Linked DNA regions of Oryzias latipes: region 1 is linked to region 2. Evidence: chromatin contacts called from public Hi-C data. All regions are on one chromosome and are shown on one strand. The core of a region is the stretch at or near the end of the contact, and the rest is flanking DNA. Distances in the headings are between cores, read along the strand shown.

Evidence for each region. Hi-C and Micro-C count contacts between places; a contact is called where the count stands out from the background.
Region 1: a contact with region 2 is called in a Hi-C map of embryo, with 2.4 times the contacts expected there. The contact joins the promoter of synpr here to the promoter of prickle2 in region 2. A contact is called at or near these places in 3 of 5 Hi-C or Micro-C datasets (embryo, fibroblasts and gastrula embryo).

Annotation. Positions count from the first base shown.
Region 1 is chr5:16,761,385-16,768,288 of ASM223467v1, forward strand. It overlaps synpr (synaptoporin), which reads right to left and starts at 5,030. Exons shown (of 6, transcript XM_004068858.4): 1 at 4,840-5,030; 2 at 4,638-4,703. The coding sequence starts at 4,857.
Region 2 is chr5:16,537,033-16,543,906 of ASM223467v1, forward strand. prickle2 (prickle-like protein 2) reads left to right here and starts at 4,175. Exons shown (of 9, transcript XM_011475082.3): 1 at 4,175-4,414; 2 at 4,892-4,977. The coding sequence starts at 4,373. adamts9 (A disintegrin and metalloproteinase with thrombospondin motifs 9) reads left to right here. Exons shown (of 40, transcript XM_011475080.3): 40 at 1-24.

The DNA of each region.
Region 1 (6,904 bases), core at 3,780-6,279, 230 kb after region 2:
TTTCTGAATATGGACACTTTGAAGGCCATTAACTCGCTTCTACCATGGTCATTTACAGAAGAAATAAATATTCAATCAATTTTTAGTTCTTTGTTTTTGTTTCTTTTTCCGGTTTAAATCGCTTTCATGGTTTTTATGGTAACTGCTGTTCCGGGACCGACCTTGACTGAAGTGGCAAAGGAAAGCGGTATAAATGCTGATTGTCAGGATGGGTTAAATAAAGCATCAGTTCAGAGAGAAACTTCCCCTCTTACCGCTTGTTTTTGTCCAGATGATGAAGCTAAGTTTGATTGAGAAGCCAGCGCAGTGATATAGAACATTTAAGTTATGTGAGCAGAACTTCTCTTTCAAGTGGACATCATCACTGTCCATTATCACGCTTTAATCCACACCAGCAGCCAATCAAAATCGGGTATTCATCTGGACCATGGTATAAAACACTGTTGTTAGTGTATTTTGGACTATTGCTTAAAGTTACTCAGCAGATAAAGCAAAAAGTAGCCAAAATGTTCCCTACTATTTAAAAAAAAGTTATGTTGAACAGCCCATTTTATACAGCTGATGATGAATTATTAGCTATGAACATGACATCCATTAATTGGGCAAACTGTCAGCAAACTCATTTCAATTTAGCTTCTATTAGGACCTACTCGATCTGATTTTCTTTTCTATAAACAAGCTTTTTTCCCTATAAGACTATTGACATGTACAGTGTGAGTAAATAGAGACCACAGGCTGTCCCCCCCACACACACGTTTTTTATGTCAATAGCCCTGTGTCACCCCATCAAAAGAAACTGAGCTATTTCAGTGGTGAATAACAGATCTTTGGGCCCGCCAAGTCTCTTGCGATATCTGTCAACAGCTGTCCCTTGGTCTCTCTCCAGCTTTCTTTCACTTATTTTCCATTTGGGTGTTTGTGCATCTGTCTGCACTCACACTGAAAGCATTGTAGAACAAGCTGTCAAGGCCTACGCTGTGACAGATTATTAAAGTGATAGGTCTGGGAAGGAGCAACACAAAGCATGACCTCTAAAAAAAGGTTTTCTAATTGTAACAGAAATAGACAGAATGATGGATACATGTATACGGTGTGTGTGTGTGTGTGTGTGTGAGATCTATGCATTCAAATTGAGAAAAACCGAAGTATCATTTGTTTATCGAGACATGTTCAGTTATTTGGTATTAATCATTTTTCCCAATTCTGAAAAAAAGAATAAGGCGTTTAATTTGACTTCCAACTCTGAATATAAATATATTGCCAGTAATAAAAAAAAGGCTGAATATAGTTAGATCCATAACCAAGTGTCAGAAAATGCATGCACACAAGCTGTTTTCTAAGGATCAAAAAAACAATGGCACAACTGATATCAGCACAAACAGCAGACTTTATAAAAGGATTTAGAGTGTGCTATGCGACACTGAATTAACTCCATATGCGACAGCCATAGAGAGTTTCAAAGGAGTGCAGGAGAGTCAGAACCACAAAATGATATTTGACCTCATGTCAGAGGAGATATTAGTTTAAGAGCCACATCAAAATATTTCTGAGCACCGGCAAAGACATTTGGATGTTACCAGGAGATATTTAACGTGAGAAAGTATTCAGAAAAACGCCTGAAAATGGGTGTCAAAGCAAGACGGCCATAAGATGAGGTCAAGAGGAAATTGCAATTAAACCTCTGCAGATCAGGCAGGTAGGGGGCTAAAACAAGTGATGCATCTGACCAATAATGAGCAACAGATGGAGCTTTTTACTGTGAAGAGCAGAGAACGTGAAAGCTGTGTAACTTCTGTTGTTGGGACTTAACTGTTTGAAAAAGCTTGTAGGTGTGACATAGAAGTGTGCCATAAGCAATGGACTATTCTAAACTGTCGCTCAGTGGAAACGAGGCTATAGTGTAACTTTTGTCAAGGACAATAGGTAAGTTGATTGGTGCAACTTATTGTATGTTTTAGATTTTTTTTTGTAGAGAAGTCAGGGAGACTTATGTTTTCTTTATGTTTTAATTGTTTTAGTGGTGAGATACAGCAAGTAAGGCCTTGTTTTGTTATGTTTTGTTTGTTTGTTCTGCCATTTCTTTGGCCCAACCTTGGTCCCCAGCTCCCCTCCTCTATTTGTGCTTATCTTTAATAATAAAAAAATGAAAAATAAAAATCAATCATGTGTCTTAAATTGTGATCCCTTCAAGCCCTTGACCTACAGTATTTTGGTCGAAACATCATCTAAAGCTGCAAACTTCACAGACTTTTATTACAGTAAAAAAGAAAAAACATGAACACCTCAGACTAAGAAAAAAAGAGAGAAATTTGTGTACAGTGAGGTGCTAAGAATGATATCTTTGAAAAGTATGGTCTTATGTGAGTTTTGTGTAAATCGAGGGCTATTACTGGTAAATTACTCTCATGATGAAGGGTCAGGTTCAAGTCACAAGGACTCTGCTTGCAAAACGGCACTTTTTGATCACTTTGATCATTTACATCATGTGCTCAGGCAACTGTTCTCTCCCCCCATCCGCCGCTTCTCAAACTCGCACGCACGAGCACGATGACAAAAACAGTGAAGACTTTGGGCACATCTCAAAGGACAGCTTCTGCATGAGTTGGTCCACAGTGGAGAGGAGGGAACCTTACAGCTATTTGGAGCTGAAGATGCCAGCCGCTGACATCTTGCCACACAAGCCAAGAGCAGGCATACACACAAGCACTTTTTTATCTGTGCACGGACTCACCATTACTACTGGATTCCCTGATACCTTTTTCAAAATCCAGGTTTCAACTTTGACCTTTTGAACCTTCTCATTTTAGTTTTTGTAAGGCTGTCAGGCCCAATGAGATATTTGCAGGTATAGTGATGCTAGAGCAAACACACCCTGAATGACTGATAGTACTACTAAGGTAAAAAGAAAACAACACAAACTAGGATCAGACCTTAAGGGGTTGAAGAAGACATCTTTCAACAAAGCCTTAAAAATTGATTTACTGACTGGAGATCAACTTGCAATGTTGTAGACAACACTTTAGTCTAAAACTTAAAACCTTTGTTACATTTCAATAAAGATTAAAAGCCAACAATAGTTTTGTCAACACACAAAATAGGTATGTCTAACTGCATGTTTACAATAACATTATTTTGGTCAACTTTTTTTTACTAATTTGTAAAGCAAGATAAAGCAGACAAGCGGAGGGAACATTTTCTTAGAGAACCACGCCAATGAAAATTGTGTTCTATTTGTTTTTAACATGTTCTTGTGGAATTTTTCATATAAAAAGAAAATTAGGTCTTAATTTTTTAAGTATTTCTTTATTCAAATCGCTGTGAATCAGGAGCTGTCTGCTATACGCTATTTGAAAAGCTTGTTGTAGAAGCTACAAGAGGCGGGCCACAAGCTTTCCACTCCGCTCCATTACAAACATCCACTTGCAGACAAATAAATCCATAATGTCTTAATTTTCCACGTCTGCACTGGGATCTGACCCAAAACTATACGATGAAATACTTTGTTTGGTTGCGGTTGGGAGGGGCTGTAAGCTAGCAGGAGACAGTGTTAACAAAGGGGATGATGGGAAATGATTACAGGTTTACTCCCCGCTTAGAGTCCTGATCACAACTCAGAGGTGAATTTCTAATGAACTCCTGCCACTCTGAAGAAAAATGTCCCAGAATTTCTTTTTTTTTTTTTACATTTTGGCTAAAAATGGCATAATCATAAATAAAAGACCACTGTGGAAACAACAAATCAAAAGATGAGTGGAGTGAGACATAAGGTACTGCCAGCAGAAGGTCACTTTAGCAGTGGCAGGAATGTACACTACTGTAAAAACGTATGGGCTAAAATGGAGCGATGCTCACATAATCAACCCCTACTGTACACATACACAGAAAGAAAGTACACTAGTGTGCTATATGATAGTGTTTTCTGTTCCACAAAAATCCTAATAATTCTGGCACACACACTCGCACACACACTTTCCAAAGCGGAAACCTTTCTTGGAAATCCTCTCGTGTGTTTTCACACTTAACTGCTTTGTCTCAGACAAAAACCCAAGAATTTCAGGTTTTCACCCATTGGATTTTCTTTACATTTTATTTTAAATTGATGGGATTCACTGGGAGAAACACAAACCATCTAAGCAAAAGCTGAATGCCCTCATGGCTACAGTATTTTCTCTAAACTCACATCAAAGAAATTCAGCTATTTTTTCTGGCTCCAGGCTTTTCTGCAATGGAAAAAACACACGAGGCTGCTACCCACACCAGACAGAAAGATGAAGTAAAGCTTTGATTCAGTCAAAAGTACCCAATTATTATTATTATTGGATTTTTTTAAATGACTTATTTGTAACTTTTTTCTATTTTATTTTTGTAGATTATTCAATTATTTTCCAAATCACAGATTTATCAATTCTTGCATTAAATCTTATGATTTTTATGTGAGTGCCATACCAGAGTGTTAAAAAAAACCCTCAACATGCACATTTCTACCATAAATCAATGCAGCAGTTTGATGCCAACCAAATCCGCTTCAGTGTTAAAAATAAAAATAAAAACTACCTATATTTGATCTATATCATTATGTATAGCGAACAAAAACACAAATAAATAAGTTAACACACGCGAGTTTAGTTCCAACTCACCCATTCCAAAACACGGATAAATGCCAGAGGCAGCTTGAGCACCTGAAACGTCCCCACAGATGCGAGCTGCGAGCAGACAAAGAGGAGCATTAAATTAAACAAATCGAGCAGCTGCCAATAATGACACGTTTATCAATTGAGCCTCAAAGCGCATCGTGTAAGAAAAAAAAAATCGTTTAAGACGTTCTTTTTCTTCGTTCACCTGGTTAGCGGTGTCCATGACAGCAGCCAGGCACTATTATTGTTCTGTTTTCCGTGTAAATGGATGTGGACAAGCTCAAACCGAAGGCAGGAGACCCGACTGATGTGTCTGTCGCGAGTAAACACTTTCTCCTCTGGCGCCGACTGCGTCCGGAAAAACACGAGCGTGCTTGGATATGATGGATTGCCATGGTGACGGGCACGAGCTCACATCTAGAAAAATTGTGGGAAGTCATTAGCGCCTGCTTTATTTTTTTTAATTACTTTTGAAAACATTTATTGTGTAGCCTAAACCAGAAGAAGCTTTTTATTCTGCTTTTTTTCCCCCCACATCGTGGATCCATTAAAATAATGCTTTGTTCATGGCTATTGGATAATGCATAGATTGGTTCGTTTATATGACATTTTAATGCAACTGTAAACCCCTTTTTAAAAAAAACGTAATTATGAAAGCCACGGATAAACATTCAAAAGGACATGATAAAAGCTTCCTGTAATCAGTTCCAGGTTGCTATGGAAACCTCTGGTTCACTGATTTGCTTTGACACAGCTTTTAATGATGATAATAACAACAACACTAACAGGGTTAATCAAAAATATGAAATAATAAAAATAAAATATATTTTCTTCGTGTCTAATATTGAGTCTTCTTTATGGAAGCGATTCTGTAGCATAAATAAAAAGCAAAGTCAAAACAGTAAGTGCTTTTTCATTTTCAAAATGAAGCTGCATTTTTGAATCGCTTTCATACTTCTTGTCTTTATTTTTGCTAAGGCAGTATTTTGAAGAGGTTTCTTCTGGTGGTGGTCCACTTGTTTCCTTGCATATGTTGTAGAAATTGGTCAGAATCAGCAGACCTACTTCATAAAATCACATTATTTTCCAAGTGGAAACATGACTCACTAAAACTGTACAATCTGCAACAACCAGAAACAGACCGAAGCATCATTCATGCATGGTCGCTCTCACAAGTTCATACCCACACACTTACAGAGACACACAAACAGGTCACTTTGTGTGATGATCCTTGGCTGTCTAAATGCCATCTGTGTCCAGGTCCACAACGAGCTGCAGCAGTTCTTCATCTAACAAGCCATGGTGAAAGGCAAGAAAGCCTGGGTCTTACATCAGGCATGAGTTAGGAGGGGTTTTCTGAGTCTGCTTCACTGGCGACATGTCCTATAAAGCCAACTGCAAACTGCCCTGACAGCCTGGCTAATTTTACTACATTTCTCCAGCCCCCTCCTTCTTAAAACCTCACTACCCCCACTCCTGCCTTAAGGGCTCTGTCCTAGGAATGAAGGAATCATTGCATCTGATTGGACCATATTTTCACCACAGGAAATCAAATTGATTTGGGCATGAGAAATAAGGTCTCTCATGTGCACTTCATCCCCTTGGTTTAGGATCTTTTTTGGATAATGCTCTGAGGCTTGCCCACAGACTTTCATGTAGAGTTGCCATTACATCTGACTGCACAGTCAGAAAACGGAGATGCAGTTTGAAATAACTAACACAAAATATTGAGGTTTTCTGTGCCCTGTCATAGCTTTTGGTGTCATTACAAATCTTTAAACTAACAGTGGAAAAACAAGCACTCAGTGAAAACTTTCTAATTTTAAAATAGGAAAATCTGATTAGTGATAATAATCTTGATACAAAACATTAAGATTTGTGTTATGAAATGCAATATATAGAAACTGAAGGAAAACATTTTTTCTCTTTGTTTTGGCTTTTTTCATAAATACTTTTTTGTTTAATTTTAATCAAAAATAAAGATATGTAAAATTGTGTTGTTTTTCTCTCACAGGATTGTAATCATTTGTTGGCTCCACCCCTTCAGTTCCTTTTTTCCCAGCTTATCACAGTACAAAAGAAGTGAACAACAAGTTGTTGAAAATGGAGCTTTAACAACCATATTGAATGCTTGGATTAGGTTTAAACTAAAATCCATTTTCAAATTCATTCATTTAACAAATGGGTTTAGTGATGATGGATCTAAACTATAACTAAGATTAAGATCAACTTTATTAATCCCCGTAGGGAAATTCAGTTGTAGTAGCAGC
Region 2 (6,874 bases), core at 2,925-5,424:
ATCTTTGCGTTTTATATTTTTAAATGAGGCTTTTGTTTTCTTATATCCTGTGGTGTTACCATGCAGTCTTTTTCTGTAGCAGGGAGGTGTCTCCAGAGACTGTTTTTTTTTTTTTTTCTAAAGCTTTATGCAATGATTATAGATTATGGATACCACATTTTTTAACTTGTTGGAACTAGAAGATTTCTCCCTTTTTTTCTACCATTTTGCAGAAGATCAAGAAGCTTTTTAAAATGCACCACAATGACCTGTGAGGACGTCGCTCACACTTTCATATGCAATAAGGAAAAAGGGTTCATGATTGGAGAGAAGTTGTTGGAGACTTGAACCGCTCTGCACATCTTTCCAGTGGCTTAAAGCACCATTAGCCTTTAGTTTTCCCCAAAACAGTCAGGTTAGCTCTTTAACCTCCAGCTGAATAAAGTTTCTCCTCTGTTGGCGAAGTGAAATGAAAAGATCAGACTATGGAGACACCACTCCATCTGCTGAGCTTGCAGCCCTGCAGGTTCTAGTCCAGGGGTGGGCGAACTTTTTGCCCCGTGAACAACAAGTACTTCTAAAATTTGACAGAAGGACCGTACCAGGAGCAGATGTGTGGTGTGTTTTGGTAATCCACGTCATTTCAGAAAGCAGTAACATGAAATCTGGACAGAAACGTGCTTTCATTTCAACCCTTGCGCTATCCTAGACACTTTGACATTGGGAGTAAGGTCATCCAGACCCCACAAATCATTCTTCAATGATTTGTGATCTTCACTGGTGTCCATGGATTACATGAAATGCTCTCCACCTTTGCCCACCTTTGTCATGGTAGGGAGAACACGTCAATGGTCATCTTGACCCCATAGGATAGCACAAGGGTTAAATGAAAATAATGATGTGTATTTTAAAACTGGACATTTTAGAGTTTTTATTTCCAAACTGAGACTGTTTATCTCATTTTAGTGCCAATTGGACTGAGGGGTTGATGTCCTTTAGGGAAAACGCAAACTTAGAGAAATGCTGTGTTCATCTGGTGTTGGAATGACTGGAAAAATCGTTGTCCAACTCAAAAAACAGACATAAAAGTCAGAAAAACAACAAATCTTCCAACATCACATGATTGCAGAATAACTTTCTGCACCCAAACAAAAGCCAATGCATTTGTAGTGTGCCATCTATGGAGAGACACCAGAATTACAGCAAAAATAAAACATTAATAAGGATTAGTATAAATAATCCTAGATTTAATAGTTTAATGGTCCCTGGGCCTTAGATTGAGCACCCCTGTTCTAGTCTGTCCAGATGCTGCTTTGTTCACAACAGTTTGTCCAAACTGTAGTTTAAGTGGTCTCCTGTTTAGACGATATATTGATCTGTGTAAAAATGTCAGGGTTCATTATGTTTGTTGGTTTGTTTTTGCCTTCTATGTTCATCCTCTTAGCCTCCACCTGGTCTTCCTTCCTAAAGCGTCACGTTTCCCTTCAGCTCTAGCAGATAGCTGATTTAGAAGCCATACTTCTTGTTGTGAATTGTGCAGTTCGGTGCTATTTCAGTGCCTCCAGCGATGAGACGCACACGTCCGCATTTTAGTCTGCAACAACACAACGATGGGGGCAAGCACACATTCTGAAGGTCACAACTGACAAATGCACTTCTCATTATGAATGTCAGAATGTAGTTTAACCGTCAGAGTTCTCAGGTTTCACAATAAAGGGATCATGTTATTTATTTAACTCATTTTCTGCACCTGTCACGTGTTTATCATGATACATTTATCGAAGCATTTAACAATTTCAAAAGTCTTTCTATAATTCTATATATTGTATGTGCAAATATTTATTTTACCTTGTGAATGTACAGAAGTCTCGCCCATGAATGACTACCATTCAGTGTTTTTTCTGAAATGAAGCAGCTGGCAGCATGTCTTACGCACACATTTATTTATGTATCCCGTGTATTTGCATCAAATGTATAAGCAGAGTTGAGTGCTGCCACAGCAAAAAGCCTGATTCATGTTTGAGACCAGTCAGGGCCATGACTGCAGCAATAAACTGCCTTTCACGAGCCACACGTGTCTCTTCACTCCAAATAAATCAGCTTTGCAGTATTTCGTCCTTCACTGGAATCCTGTCTGTAAAGAGAAATCATGAAAAGATGATTGTCCAGTTAATGTTTGGACTATAAGAACGGTCTTCAGGGTCCCATTGTGTGATTGTCTATCTACACTTCACAGCGATGCAGAAGTCTGGCCTTTGACCTGCCTAGCTGGGTGTGTTTTATAGAACTAATCTGGACTGACTGGGTAAAGTAATAGGTTATCCACCAGGTGTCAGCAGTTTCTTATGGAATCTAATATGATGTATTTTGTGCTATCTTAGATGACCCCACCCTTACATTGACGTGTTCTCCCTACCATGATAAAGGTGGAAAGATTTCATGTAATCCATGGACACCAGTGAAGATCACAAATCATTGAAGAAAAAAGGTTCAGAGCACTGTCTGGTGGGTCTAGATGACCCAACTCCCAACGTTAAAGTGCCTAGGATAGCACAAGGGTTACGAATAGGAAAATTGAAAAGAAATCTACAGTTGTATTTTATCTCTAACATCAAAAATTTAAATAGCAAACTATTAAATGTATCACAGCCAATCATAAATTTCTTATGCTTTAAATTCTGTTGACTAAATGAGAAATAATTAGTATCACCACTTTTCTGTCCCTGAAAGACAATTTTATAAAAGAAAACAATTATTGCTCTTTATGATGAGATTAAAAAAGAAATGCACAAACCCCATAAATTCAATTAATGAAAATACATTTGTCAGGATTAGACTGGCGTAGTTCTGCTATAACCTTTACACATCCAATTTTTTTACAGTTTTTGGACCTTAAATCTGTCTCTATCAGTTGCATCAAAGGGGACAAATTTCCATAAAATGTAAAAAAAAAAAAAAAAAAAAAAAAAGGAGCATATGTAGGGATTGTTAGAAAACTAACAGTCAAAGCAAAAGCTGGAATGTTTTTGGATGGAATCATGGATATCATCCATCCATCCATCCAGTTGCTGGAGCAAACACAGCCACTGTGGGGTGAAGGTGGGAAACACCCTGAACAGGCTGCCAATCTGTTGAAGGACCCCTCTTTAAAAACTGTAGACAATATTGAATTCTTCTCATTCACACACTTCCAGCCAATCTGTGTTCGCCATTCATCCTATGAAGCGTGATTTTGAACTGTGGAAGGAAACTGAGTGCCCTGAGAAAATCCATGCATCCTTAAGGAGAACATGGAAACCCCAGGATTTGAGCCAGGACCTTCTTGCTGTGCTGTGAGAGTCCTAATCTCCATGCAGCCCTGTTACTGAATTCATAGATTTTCTTTAATTTAGGGTTTAGAAAAAATAACAGAATAAGCATTTATATCCAAGGTTTTACATTTTAGGACCTGCAAGATCCCAGCAACCTCCAGGTTAGAGGTGTCTGCTCTTTGAAAATCTGCTTCTGTCCTACAGCTACAGTCTCAAACTCATTTGTCCCAAAGACTTTCCCACAAGGATTAAACTATCTAAGCTCTGAGGTCTTAACTGGTCCACATATTTACACTTCTGCATGTCATCCTCATCACCACACCAATGACTTCAGATTTAATCTAAATCCACCATGGAGATCTTTTAGGTCTAGAAGTCACAGACAAGAGGTTTGTTTATCTGAAAATTAGCTGCAGATCAGATTCTGAATTTTCACCGGAAAATACAGAATCTCTTTTTATTTAATTTCTCTTTTTAAAACTTAAAGCAATATATATTTTTGCCAAAGGTGTAGATATTATTCATTTGGATTTACAGAAATGTGGAGTGATAAAGTTTCCTGGGTCAGCTCCATCATCATTCCTGGATGGAAATATTCAATGATACCTGAAGTCCAACAGGGGGTCATGTTTTGTTTTGTTTTGTTGATCTTGTTTTGGGACAAAAAGAAAATTAGGAACATTGCTCTGTGCGTATAGATACTGTGGAATGGAGCAAAAGTGGTGCATTCCTGTCAAAAGCAGTATTCTAAAGGAGATATTGTCAGTCTTTTCTTTTTATGGAAGAGCCATCGTTCTATTGGCTGTCAGGATGCAGGGTGGAGCTGCATGCCAGAGCGGCGCAGCTTTAATCATTAATGAAGGAAGTCATTGGGACCGGATCAGAGACTCTACTTGACACTTTTGCATGAAATACATGTATATAAATTAGAAGTTAATATATCCAATAAAAAAAATCGCTGAGAACTTTTTTTTGTCTTTCTTGAAACGAGCGCGCAGCGGCTTCAGCTTTTTCCTCCTTGGAGCCGTTTGTAGGCGCACACAAACTGTGCGCGGCTGCGTGTTTTCAAGCTTCAGTTGGTCATGTTTAGACGAGGCTCCAAGAAGATAGAGTCCAACAGATCGGTAAGCAGGCGTCAAAGCTCTTCATTTCTTTATGTAATATATAGATCATGTTGTCGTTTCCTCTTTTTTTACGCGCGTTTGTACCCAAAATATGCACGCAACGTCTCTCCCTTTATGTGTGATATTTTGCTGGTTGCTAATATATATTGGTTAGCCTATATCTGTATTCATTATTCATATCTATATATATATGTCAGCCTATATCTATCTATCTATCTATCTATCTATCTATCTATCTATCTATCTATCTATCTATCTATCTATCTATCTATCTATCTATCTATCTATCTATCTATCTATCTATCTATCTATCTATCTATCTATCTATCTATCTATCGTTTCTTGGCTATGTCTCTGCTGGAAAGGGGTTTTGGGGATGGAAACTTAGGGAACTAAGGCTTAAGCTTGGAAGTTTTAAGCAACTATGTCTGATTTGCATCTTTTTCTTTATCCAACATCCCTTTTTATGATTCCAAGCTGAACCCTGCACAGGAGTTGGAGAGAGGACAGCGCTGCATCACCTGCAGAGATCAGTGTCCAGGCTTCTCCCTGCACAGATGGAGGTACAGCAGCATTACTAACATTAAACTAACTTTCCACACATACTCATTTGCTGCTCTGGCATCTCACCAGCTGTCCAGCTGTCCAAGCTGGTGGCAAATGGTGCCAAAGTATTTGCTCGCTATAAAGCAACTCTTTGGGTTTCCTCTTCAAGTGAAGGGGCATTCATCAGGAACCCTTTCAGGCGCCTTGCAGGATCTTTGAGTGGAATCATCTGTGCGTGGTACTGAGAGGAGGCATTGTTCTGACCTTCAGTTCTTTCAAGTAACAGCTCTTTGGAGTCGAGTCCTGCAGCATCCAAACCTCCATGCCTGCATCCCGGTGCAGCTTGCTCACAGCTGAGATGTGGATCTGTCAGTACTGTAGATGGCACAGTCTGACATGAGGTCTGGCTGTGAGCTACAGGTGGTTTGGCTTAGAGTGTGAAAGAGTGTGACTAATGTGTGTAACTCTGTAAAGGGAATGCAGTACAGAGAGGCAAACATGTGCTGCAGGACATAGAAGTTTGACTAATAGTTTATCAGAGAGTTATCATGATGTTTACCGACTGTTATTGATGTGAAGACAATAACAGTCTAAATCTTCTAAATCAAATTGTTACAGAATTCCCGTAGCTGCAACACAAAAAAATAGTCTGAGAGAAATTTCGAGTTTTAATTTTAAATAGTTTGAAGAACTCTGTGAGGTGTCACTTTTCTTAGTTTATTCATAAGATAAAGCAAATGTTTGAAATAGCTTGAAAAAAAGAATGATTAACTGGGCTGTAGCTTCCCGTTGAAGGTTTACATGGCAACCTGGGATTAGCAGGGCTTTTTTGTCTCCCTCTGGTATCCTCAATAGAAGGGGGGGGGGGGGGGGGTTGGACCCATAAATGCTCTCAGTTGCCATTGCTCTAAGGTAAACTATTAGCGGGTTAACGGTGAGCCCAGGAATGCAGCCTTAACCATGTTTGTCTACCAAGTCCCGCAATAAAAAAACACTCTGTTGTCTCGGTCAGCCTTAAAGAACACTCCAAAGGTTTTATTAGGCATTTCACTTAAGCATAGCTTTGTTTTCTGAGAATATCAGCTAATCTTAAAGTTTTTTTTGTAATGCAGCAGGCTGCGATCAGAAGATGACAGAGCCACATAACAGAATAACAGATGGTCTCTATCTGTTGTTAACTAATAGCAGCTGCACACTCTCTATGTCTAATCTAAAATATACCTAGAATAAAGGAAACACAATGATCCCATTGATAATTTCCATATATTAAATAGATAAGTAGGGCTTTTTGAAAGAGAGGATTAAAGATGGAGATATAGGCTGATACTTAAAAATAAACTTGCTGTTTGTTTTAAAACAACTGGATTTATTAATTTTTTAAAAAGAGAAGAAATGTGGCTTATTGGTTCCTTCTCCCTTGCAAACATTCTGCTTTGCAGCGTTTCCTCCGATACCTTCTTAGAGTATTTCATTTTCGCCCTTTACTCCTCAACAGCTTTTTACACAATTGTCATATTGCTTTACTCAAATAATTGTTGTTCTTCAAAACTAAAGAGTCAAAAAATGTTTTGGTTTATCTAAAGTACTCTTAGAACAGTGAGGCAAGTGTTTATAGAATTTAATGTTGTGTACAGTCTTTACAGTGGCCCTGTGACAGGCTGGCGGCCTGTCCAGGTGTAACCCGCCTTCTCCTAACAGTAGCTGGGACAGGCTCTGGTGACCCCGTGACCCCAAAAGGATTTCAGAGGGTTAAGGAAAGGATGGATGGTTGGTTTTTAAAGAGTTTTGCTGCATTATTTGTTTAGCCGAATAGCAAAATTGTCATTCAAAAAGACTAAACATGAATGATGGACAACGTGTAAAAATCAACTTTATACAGTAGCTTTCAAAACCCAGACCTCTGCTCAAAAACCA